Linked DNA regions of Mus musculus: region 1 is linked to region 2. The links are chromatin contacts, called in public Hi-C maps. All regions are on one chromosome and are shown on one strand. The core of a region is the stretch at or near the end of the contact, and the rest is flanking DNA. Distances in the headings are between cores, read along the strand shown. Region 1 has its middle 15 kb from the start of Gm34346. Region 2 has its middle 19 kb from the start of Gm34297.

Region 1 (4,570 bases), core at 1,492-3,991, 380 kb after region 2:
ACCATAATTAATTAATGAGGGGTAGGAAAGAGATGGGTGTCTGGGAATTTCAACTCCAGAACCCCTGCCCTTTTCTACCCAAACAGTGGGCGCTGGTAAGCATTATAACTTATTTCACAGCTGCTTTTTACCCTCAGAATGAGCAGAAAGGACCTATTTTAAGAATGTGAAAAAAGGAAACAAACTTTAGCATCAGCCCTGTGTTGTAATCCTGCTTCTTCCTAATACTAACTGCAACTGTGGACAAGCTATTTAGCTTTAATTGCTCATCTGTAAATTAAGGGCGATAATATCTAGTTTGTAAGGAGCAATGAGGATTAAAGAGAATAATTTCGAGTGCCTAGAATAGAGTCATCATCACTCAGACAGACTCAGAGAGTGTTGGTTCCTTTTTCAGATCTGTAACTAGGGCCCTACTTCCAGGGAAAATCAATTGCACCATGCGTCACAATTTTTCATGAGGATTTCTCATGACACAATTAAATATTTATATTGAAAGGAAAAGAAAGTGCTACAGTAACATAGATTTATCTGTCTCTCGACCAGTTTAGTTGCTATCCAACCTAGTGTGAACAATGGAACAAATTCTTTAAACAAAATCAAGGTTACCACTAGTAAATTAATAATAGGAAACTGTCAACACAATTTTTCATTGATTATAGAAGTGGCTTTATAAGTCACGTTCATTTTACTTAAAACTGAAATCGGAATGATCTATAATATAACATTAGAAAGGAAAACAAAGGAGAGTCTAATTCCAAGTTCTAAGTATCACAGGGGAGGGGCCATGGTACCAATAAGATAACTGGCATTTCTAGCCTTCACAATGTTACCAGTGTTAGTAGCATGAATATTTTTACCACCAATAGGGTTTAATCAGATGGTTTGAGAGAGTTCTATTGAGACAGAGTGTCTCAATGTGTAGCCTAGACTAACCTCTAACTCATAGTGATCCTCCTGCCTCCATCTCATCCTGGGATTACAAGTATGAGCCACCAAGCCCAGTTCTTTTTTTTTTTTTTTTTAAATTAGGTATTTAGCTCATTTACATTTCCAATGCTATACCAAAAGTCCCCCATATCCACCCACCCCCACTCCCCTACCCACCCACTCCCCCTTTTTGGCCCTGGCATTCCCCTGTACTGGAGCATATAAAGTTTGCGTGTCCAATGGGCCTCTCTTTGCAGTGATGGCCGACTAGGCCATCTTTTGATACATATGCAGCTAGAGTCAAGAGCTCCAGGGTACTGGTTAGTTCATAATGTTGTTCCACCTATAGGGTTGCAGATCCCTTTAGCTCCTTGGGTACTTTCTCTAGCTCCTCCACTGGGAGCCCTGCCAAGCCCAGTTCTTACACCACTACTTTAAATCTTTCACTAGCTAATTCCCCATCAAGTAACAAAGAACATCAACTGTATTTACCTACTATGATCAAGTTCTGTGCTGTCAGAGTAGAGAGATAGAGTTAAGACGCGGCAATCCAAGATTCCAAACTGTAAGCGGGCCTGTTGACAAGGGAGGTAGACCACCTTACACAAGCACCAAGGAAGAATCCAGCCATGCTCAAGAAAAACAAAACATAAAGTAGTCAGAAAGCAAGGGCAAGAGGGTTCAGAATAAAGGCTTAGACACAATAGATATGCAACAAACACAATAGAAGAAAACTTTCTTGACATCTAAAAATGTTCTCTTTGTCAGGTCCATATTTTAAACTCAGAACATTTCCCTAGCATATACTTTACCGTGGCCTAAATTACCAAGCTACAGCTTTGAGTATTAAAGTGGAGCATCTCTAAAGCCATAGATGTGAGAATCAGAGTAGTAAATGAGAAACGGACACAAACAGACCGGTGATTTTAATCTTCGTGGAATTGGTGAGGTTGTGGTTTTTACAAATGAGAAGCGCACCGGAAGTTGGGTTGTGAATGAAACGCTCTAACAGGAACAACTTGACTTTGAAAAACCAATCTCTAAGGGTGAGACTAGACTGCTGACCCAGAGCAACAAGAGAAGTGACTGTAATTATGATATTAAACCAGGCCTTTTATGGCCGATAACTTAAAAGGAATCACAAATCTCTTAATTATATAATAAATGCATTTCTAAAAGCCTCCTAAGAGTTAGCAGTGGAGACCAATTAAAGCAATAATAGTTTACTCTCTGCTCATTAGGTTGCTATCAGCAAGCTTGGCAGCCAAACAAGGAAGCAACAACAGAGGAAAATGGACTTTTGTCCACATAGAGTATTAAAAGTCTGGGCATCTCTGCAGTCATGGAAAACTTTACAAATTATTACATGAGATGCCTGCAATTAGTGCATGCACTACGTGAACTATAGTGGAAAATGACATGGGGGGGAAAAGTCCGAAAGTCACATGTCTTTCAATGTCCTGAGTCACCATCACCACCACAATAATGTGAACTGGGCAATTGCTACACATCCCTTTTTAGGAGGAGGAACCAAACAGACAAGAGAAATGTTTGCACAATGAAAAGTCATTCCATGGTAACATAAGAATTGAGCTATTTTGGAACGAAAGAATTAAACACATCAGTGGAGTAAGTTCCTAAATGTTCTATTATTTGAGACCCACCAGAGGAGTGACTGCTTGCTAATTAAAACTATGTCCCTCACTAGTTGGATCCCTAGAATTCATACTGTCAACTATCCTTCAACTGTATAGCATGAGAAGGAGACTCAAGATCTCTGCAGAAATGAGGCTGGGATGAAGCAACAGGAAGAAGGAGCCTGGGTTGCAGGAAAGTACCTGCTCTTTAAAACAACACCAGCAGCAAGGAAGAAACAGAACACCTCCAGAAATAAACCTCTTGAATGTTGACCAAGAACTTGCCCAAACCGAAAGAGAGCTTGGAGTTTTCAATCATTTCATCTTACTGCACAGGCCCTTTGGGGGCTCCACTATTTTTATTTGCTGCTGATGGAGTCGCACCTTGTGTTTCTCCTACAAAGACTTTGTCTCTTTTTGGAAAATGGTTTTGCCATTGGGCTCCTTCCTAGATCAATACGTTCTAGTTGTCTGGATTAATGGCAATTGATTAAATGTGACAATTTTAGCTTCAGTAGATATTTAATGCCAAATCCAAAATATGTTTTTACCCATATCTGTAGAGTTAAGTCGGTTACAGTGTTTATAGGAACCATGTGCATATACAATAGAAAGTTTTATATGTATAAAATTTTCAGTGTGTGTGTGTGTGTGTGTGTGTGTTATACATTGCTCAAGCATTTGTCCTAAACGGGAGTTCTCTATTTTCTATTCTTTTATCTTACCCCCTAAGTTGTTAGCCTCTCTTATGTGTTTGTATTCCTCTTATATATTTAAATATATCATTTTTTAACTCTCTTACTATTCTATCTCATTTCTCTTTTTTATTCTTCCCCATACACCACTCAGGATTATCAACAAGGATATACATACACACAATTACATACATACATACATACATATTTAATCTTTAACGTATTTTATTTGCTTCAGATGTTTCAACTGGTATCAATAACCAACAAGAGAAATAACCTTTGTAAGTACAGCCATCAGTGGAGAGCGGAGCCTTATAGAAAACAAATCTTTAAATGTTTCTCCTTGAGTGTGTCTCTCTATTTCTGCATTCCCCGTGTTGTTATTCGTATTGATGGTGATTGTGCCTTCATTTGTTTGAAGGCAGTGCCTCAGTCTGGAACTCAGTCTGTCTTAGAACTGATGAAGTAACCCAAGCTGGCCTCAATGCCCATGCCCTGCTGCCCCAGCCTCCTGAGGAATGGGACTGTAGGGCTAAGCATCACAACTGCCTTGAAAGTCTAAGATTCTTCCCGTCACATTAGGACACTGCCTTCAGCCTCTCTCTCCAACTCCATTCCTTTAATCGGCTTTTGGTAGATCCTGTGCTCAAGGCTGTGATGTGTGGAAAAGCTAGTATCTCCTCAGCTTTCTTAGGTTTTTTTGGCATATGCTGTTCCTTCTACATGAAACCTCTCTCCTTTTACCCCTCATGCCCAAGCTGATTGTTCAGAATCCAAGCTTCAAAATGGGCATCATCTCCTCTCTTAGGCTCCCACGCACACGTCAATACCTGGCACTTACCACACTAAACTAGAATTGCTATTCTTTGTTCTTCCTACCAGATGAGGATCGTTGTGTCTGTCATGCCTACCATATTATTATGGTGCTCAGAATGTAGCTAGTTACTTACTGTTGAATAAACAAGAAAGATTGCTCCTATCAAGCAAATAATTATCTATGGGCAGATACACTATCCTTTTCCAGTTAATAACCTTAGACTTGAAGACAACTTATGATGCCTCCTTTTCTATGCTCAGTAATTACACTAACGCAACATCCTGATCACCTTTGCCTTGGTGACTTAAAGATCCTTTGACTGAGATGTCCTCTAAATTCACCATGCTTTCTCTCCTTAGCATACTATCTAAATTTTATCCAGTCCATTTCCTGACAGCAATAGTAGACTTCATTTCTCACTTTAAAATCCCATTTCCTGTCTGTTACCTCCTTTTATCGAGTCCTACCATTTTTGCCTTAGGGCCTTCTTC
Region 2 (4,647 bases), core at 1,690-4,189:
ACTGTGGAGGGCATACTGCAGTAGAAAACTTTTTTAACCAGGAAGCAAAACCAAAGAGGAGTTGTTATAGTTTGCACATGCTCAGCCCAGGGAGTGGCACTAATAGAAGATATGGCCCTGTTGGAGTCAGTGTGGCCTTGTTGGAGCAGGTGTGTCAGTGGGTGTGGGCTTTAAGATCCTCATCCTAGCTGCTTGGAAGTCAGTATTCTGCTAGCAGTGTCCGGATGAAGATGTAGAACTCTCAGCTCCTCCTGCACCATGCCTGCCTGGATGTTGCCATACTCTCCCCTCAGTGATAATGGACTGAACCTCTGAACCTGTAAGCCAGCCCCAATTAGATGTTGTCCTTATGAGTTGCCTTGGTCATGCTGTCTGTTCACAGGAGTAAAACCCTAACTAAGACAAGTCTGTGGCTGTATTGTTTTATCTCTTCTTAATAGCACTTCCCTCTGGACTGCCCTCTAATAAGCAGTCTCTGGGAGGACATTTAAGATCAAACTCTAGCAATCTTGAAATATAATATGAATATATCAATATGTATTTGTTAAAGGCTTTTTTTTTCTTCTCTCATATAATACATCCTTACCACAACCTTCCCTTTCTCTTCCAACCCCCCACTACCTTCCCTCCTTTATGTCCCTTCAGAAAAGTGCAGGCCTCCCAGGGATGTCAACCAAACACCTCATAGCAAGAAGCATTGAGACTAGGTACAAACCCTCATATCAAGTCTGGGTGAGGCAACAGAGTAGGAGGAAAAGGGTCCCAAGAGCAGGCAAGAGAGTCAGAGGTATCCCCACTCCCCCATGTTAGTTTTAAATGTTACTTTTTAAAGTGCAATCTATCCAGTGCATCTAACCATACCAACTCTTTAGAAAAACTAACATCAGAAAATTCTTTAACAAGAGCCCTTCCTCCTTTTTTCCTTTGGTCATGTGTTTGGCAACTCCTCTCTAGAAGACCACTGTTACTCTAAAAGCAATGCCAGAAGGAAGGGTCAGGGGTAGCACAGAAACATGGAATAGGACTACTGGGATTCAATGGGTCATTTGTGCAAGAGTTTCCAGAGACTCTTAGTTAAGATAGATGTTCATGGTTCATCACAGCAACCACTGGTATTCAACCATGAAGTATGTACAAGTATGCATGTTTCAGACCATCCTAGTAACAGAGCTGCCCATCTAATCCACAGATTAAAACCACTGAAACAACACCCCTTCTCACTCCTTTGCCCACGAAGATAGCTCAAGCAGAATTTCCAAAAATAAAAGTCTGCAACCAAGCAAGTAGCCTGTGCTGATCACTTTTTGAGATTAAACAGGACTGAGGAGAAAAAGGTTGTGGGAAAGAAACCAAATTCCAGCTCTCTGGCCATTTACTAAGGCTGTGACAAAAAAAACAAGCCACACGAAGTTGTATTGGACATAGGACCTTACCAAGTACACCCATGGCAGTTTACTCCCATTACTGTTTTTTGGCATATTGAAGGGAAAAAAAAATCAATAGATTAGAACTTAAAAGTAGTATCGTAAAAGGTATGCCCCAAAGCATCGACATGATTGGCATATAATGAGAAAACTTGGTCACTTCTTACTCATTTGTAAATTGGTTGCACAGGGTCCAAGAATGTCTGTGACCTGTGTTAGCACTGGATCAAACAATGAACACATGAGCATAAACATTCTTTACTTTCAAGGTTAACAACAACCTCCATCACGCACAATGTTTTAATGATTTGTGTTTAGCTGGTGGCTTTGGAAATGGTTCTTGAATTACTTTCATAAATGTTTTCTTTCCCTGTGGGTATTCTCATTGCTGTGACAAAATAGTTTACAAAGCAATTTTAAAAAGGGAATAGAGGAAGGGAGGGAGGAGGCAAGGTAGAAGGAAAGCAGAAACGAAGGAAGAAGGAAGGGGGAGAGCAGGGAAAAAGCAAGGGAGCTATGGAGGACAGCAGGCAAGCTAATTTTATTTGGGTTCTGAGTTTCAGAGGAAAACAGCTTAAAGAAAGTAGGGTTCATTTAGACTAGCTGCCTCTCACACCTCGGTCTGTAGTCTCCATTGCTTTGGACTTCAGCTGAGACAGTCCACAGGGCGGTAGAACACAGAGTGTTGCAAAGCAGCTTAGTAATGGCAGGCAGAAGAGGAAATGAAAGGAGGAAGGAGAGATAGACAGAAAGAAGACATTCAGTTCAAAGATATGGAATGGTTCAATGCTGAAAGTAGCATTCTCATGGTATAGAGCTGCCATCTAGGTGTAAAGTCAACACAGAAACCTGTGGGGATATCTTATCCTAGCCAGGACATATCTTGCATGAGTTACTTTCTTTACAGCTGTGACAAAATACCTTACAAGAGGAATTTAAGGAAAGAAGGGCTTCAGCATCATAATTTTGGAAGCATAGAGCTCCACATGTAATAGAAGACATAGTGCCATAAATGTAAGGCAGTGAATCATGTCACTTTTGTCTTCAGAGCAGAGAGCATGTTCTACTCAATTCTTCCTTTCAATTCAGTCCAAGACCCCAGTTTATTGGAAGATGCTGCCCACATTCAAAGTGAATCACGGAATACATCACAGAATAGACAAGAAGTCTGTGTTCTAAGTTTAGCCTGAATTCTACAAAGTTTGCTAGATTAACCACCATGCATCCTATCTGCCCCTTGACATATCTGATTGAGCTCATGGGCCCACTCTGTAAATGACCACCACTTATTCCTGGATAGGAAATACGTGTATTCAAAACTTCCAAAACACTTTTGACCAAAACACCTTCTTAGCATTTTCCTTGACTTTACGTTTCATAATCTCAGAGATTTCTGTATGAATTCTACTTTCTCAACCAAAAAAACCACTCTGATTCATTCTCATGTTACCAGACCATGAATGAGATCATTCTTTGCTTCTTATCTGTAATGAAATTCAAAAGCATTCTAAATTTCTAAATTTAGCCTTTTCCTTTCCCTCCCTGGCCTCAGAGAATTTTTCACTGCAAATGTCATGAAACAGCATTAGAATGGGAGAAAGATGTCAGTTAAGGCTTGCATCTGTCTATCATGAACACTGTAGTGATCTCACCAGAGAATCAACAACTGAATCAGTAAATGTCACAATTTGCTAATCTACATTAGCCAAATCACTGTCTTTGGAAAACATGGTTGTCATTTCTGCAATTATAATCCATGATGCTGGAATAAAATGAAATATCAAGGACACTGTTCCAACTTGTAAGTGTACAGAGAATTACACAGATACAATGCAGCCACACAGCCACACTAGCCCATATAACCTTAGAAGCAGAATGAAATTCATCAACTTCAATGACCCAAGGTCACAGAGTGAGGAAATAGTGTAACTAATTTCCGATCTTGAATCTGTCTGTCTCCAAAGTCACTGCTCTTGACCTCCTCCTGACACTGATTCTCATTATTTTTCTAGTTACTTATCTTCCTGTGAACTTGATGCTACTAGTCTGTTCCTGATTTAGGAAGCAGAAATTATTGAATCTAAACAGCTTCAAATGTTCTTTGTTGCTTTTATAAAGGAGGATTTGGTCGGTTGGGGAGATGGCTAAGTGTAGGAACACTGTGTAGATGGACAGATTGCTAAGGTTTGCTGTTTGACAGCCTGTCTCCAAGTCTAGAGAGACCCTGCCTCAAGGGAATAAAGTAAGCTGTGATAAAGAAGACATCAAGAATCTTCCTTTGATCATCCACTTCTGTATTTGCTAGGCCCCGGCACCGTCTCACAAGAGAGAGCTATATCTGGGTCCTTTCAGCAAAATTTTGCTAGTGTGTGCAATGGTGTCAGCATTTGGAAGCTGAGTATGGGATGGATCCCTGCATCACTAGATGGTCCATCTTTTTGTCACAGCTCCAAATTTTGTCTCTGTAACTCCTTCCATGGGTGTTTTGTTCCCATTTCTAGGAAGGGGTAAAGTGTCCATACTTTGGTCTTCCTTCTTCTTGAATTTCATGAGTTTAGCAAGTTGTATCTTATATCTTGGGTATCCTGAGTTTCTGGGCTAATATCCACTTATCAGTGAGTACATATTGTGTGAGTCCCTTTGTGATTGGGTTACCTCACTCAGGATGATGCCCTCCAGGTCCATCCATTTCACAGTCAGCTATTGGATGGGTCACATGGCCCCCAATGCAGGAGCTAGAGATATTACCCAAGGAGCTAAAGGGAACTGCAACCCTATAGGTGGAACAACAATATCATATTGTTATATTTTATATATATTTATATATATTATGTTATATATATTGTTATATTTGTTATAATATTATATTGTTATATTGTTACTAACCAGTACCCCGGAGCTCTTGTGTCTAGCTGCATATGCATCAAAACATGGCCTAGTCAGCCATCACTGCAAAGAGAGGCCCATTGGACTTGCCAACTTTAGATGCCCCAGTACAGGGGAACGCCAGGGCCAAAAAGGGGGAGTGGGTGGGTAGGGGATTGGGGGGGTGGATATGGGGGACCTTTGGGATAGCATTGAAAATGTAAACGAGGAAAATACCTAATAAAAAAATTTAAAAAAATGAATCTTCCTTTGGCATCTGTGTACACACATGTGCTTGCACACACACACACACATACATACACACATGCACAGACATGAGCATACATAACATAACACA

The links. A called contact is a pair of places that touch in the nucleus more often than the background predicts.
Region 1: a Hi-C map of bone marrow-derived macrophages shows a contact between it and region 2, with 16 read pairs. The contact joins two enhancer-like sites. A contact is called at or near these places in 11 of 39 promoter capture datasets (the 3T3-L1 cell line, 3T3-L1-derived adipocytes, HPC-7-derived erythroid cells and 7 more), 6 of 484 Hi-C or Micro-C datasets (the Patski cell line, bone marrow-derived macrophages, brain and 3 more) and 1 of 115 datasets of contacts at active chromatin or transcription factors (fetal liver).

The regions. Positions count from the first base shown.
Region 1 is chr10:98,895,805-98,900,374 of GRCm38.p6, forward strand. No RefSeq gene overlaps it. Among named protein-coding and RNA genes, the nearest start is that of Gm34346, 15 kb to the left of the region's middle. Within about 2 kb of position 2,742, at least 62 of the 459 cell types and tissues checked have an H3K27ac peak or open chromatin away from gene starts, as enhancers often do. A contact at or near this core is called in bone marrow-derived macrophages, where this site is marked.
Region 2 is chr10:98,515,687-98,520,333 of GRCm38.p6, forward strand. No RefSeq gene overlaps it. Among named protein-coding and RNA genes, the nearest start is that of Gm34297, 19 kb to the right of the region's middle. Within about 2 kb of position 2,940, at least 13 of the 459 cell types and tissues checked have an H3K27ac peak or open chromatin away from gene starts, as enhancers often do. A contact at or near this core is called in bone marrow-derived macrophages, where this site is marked.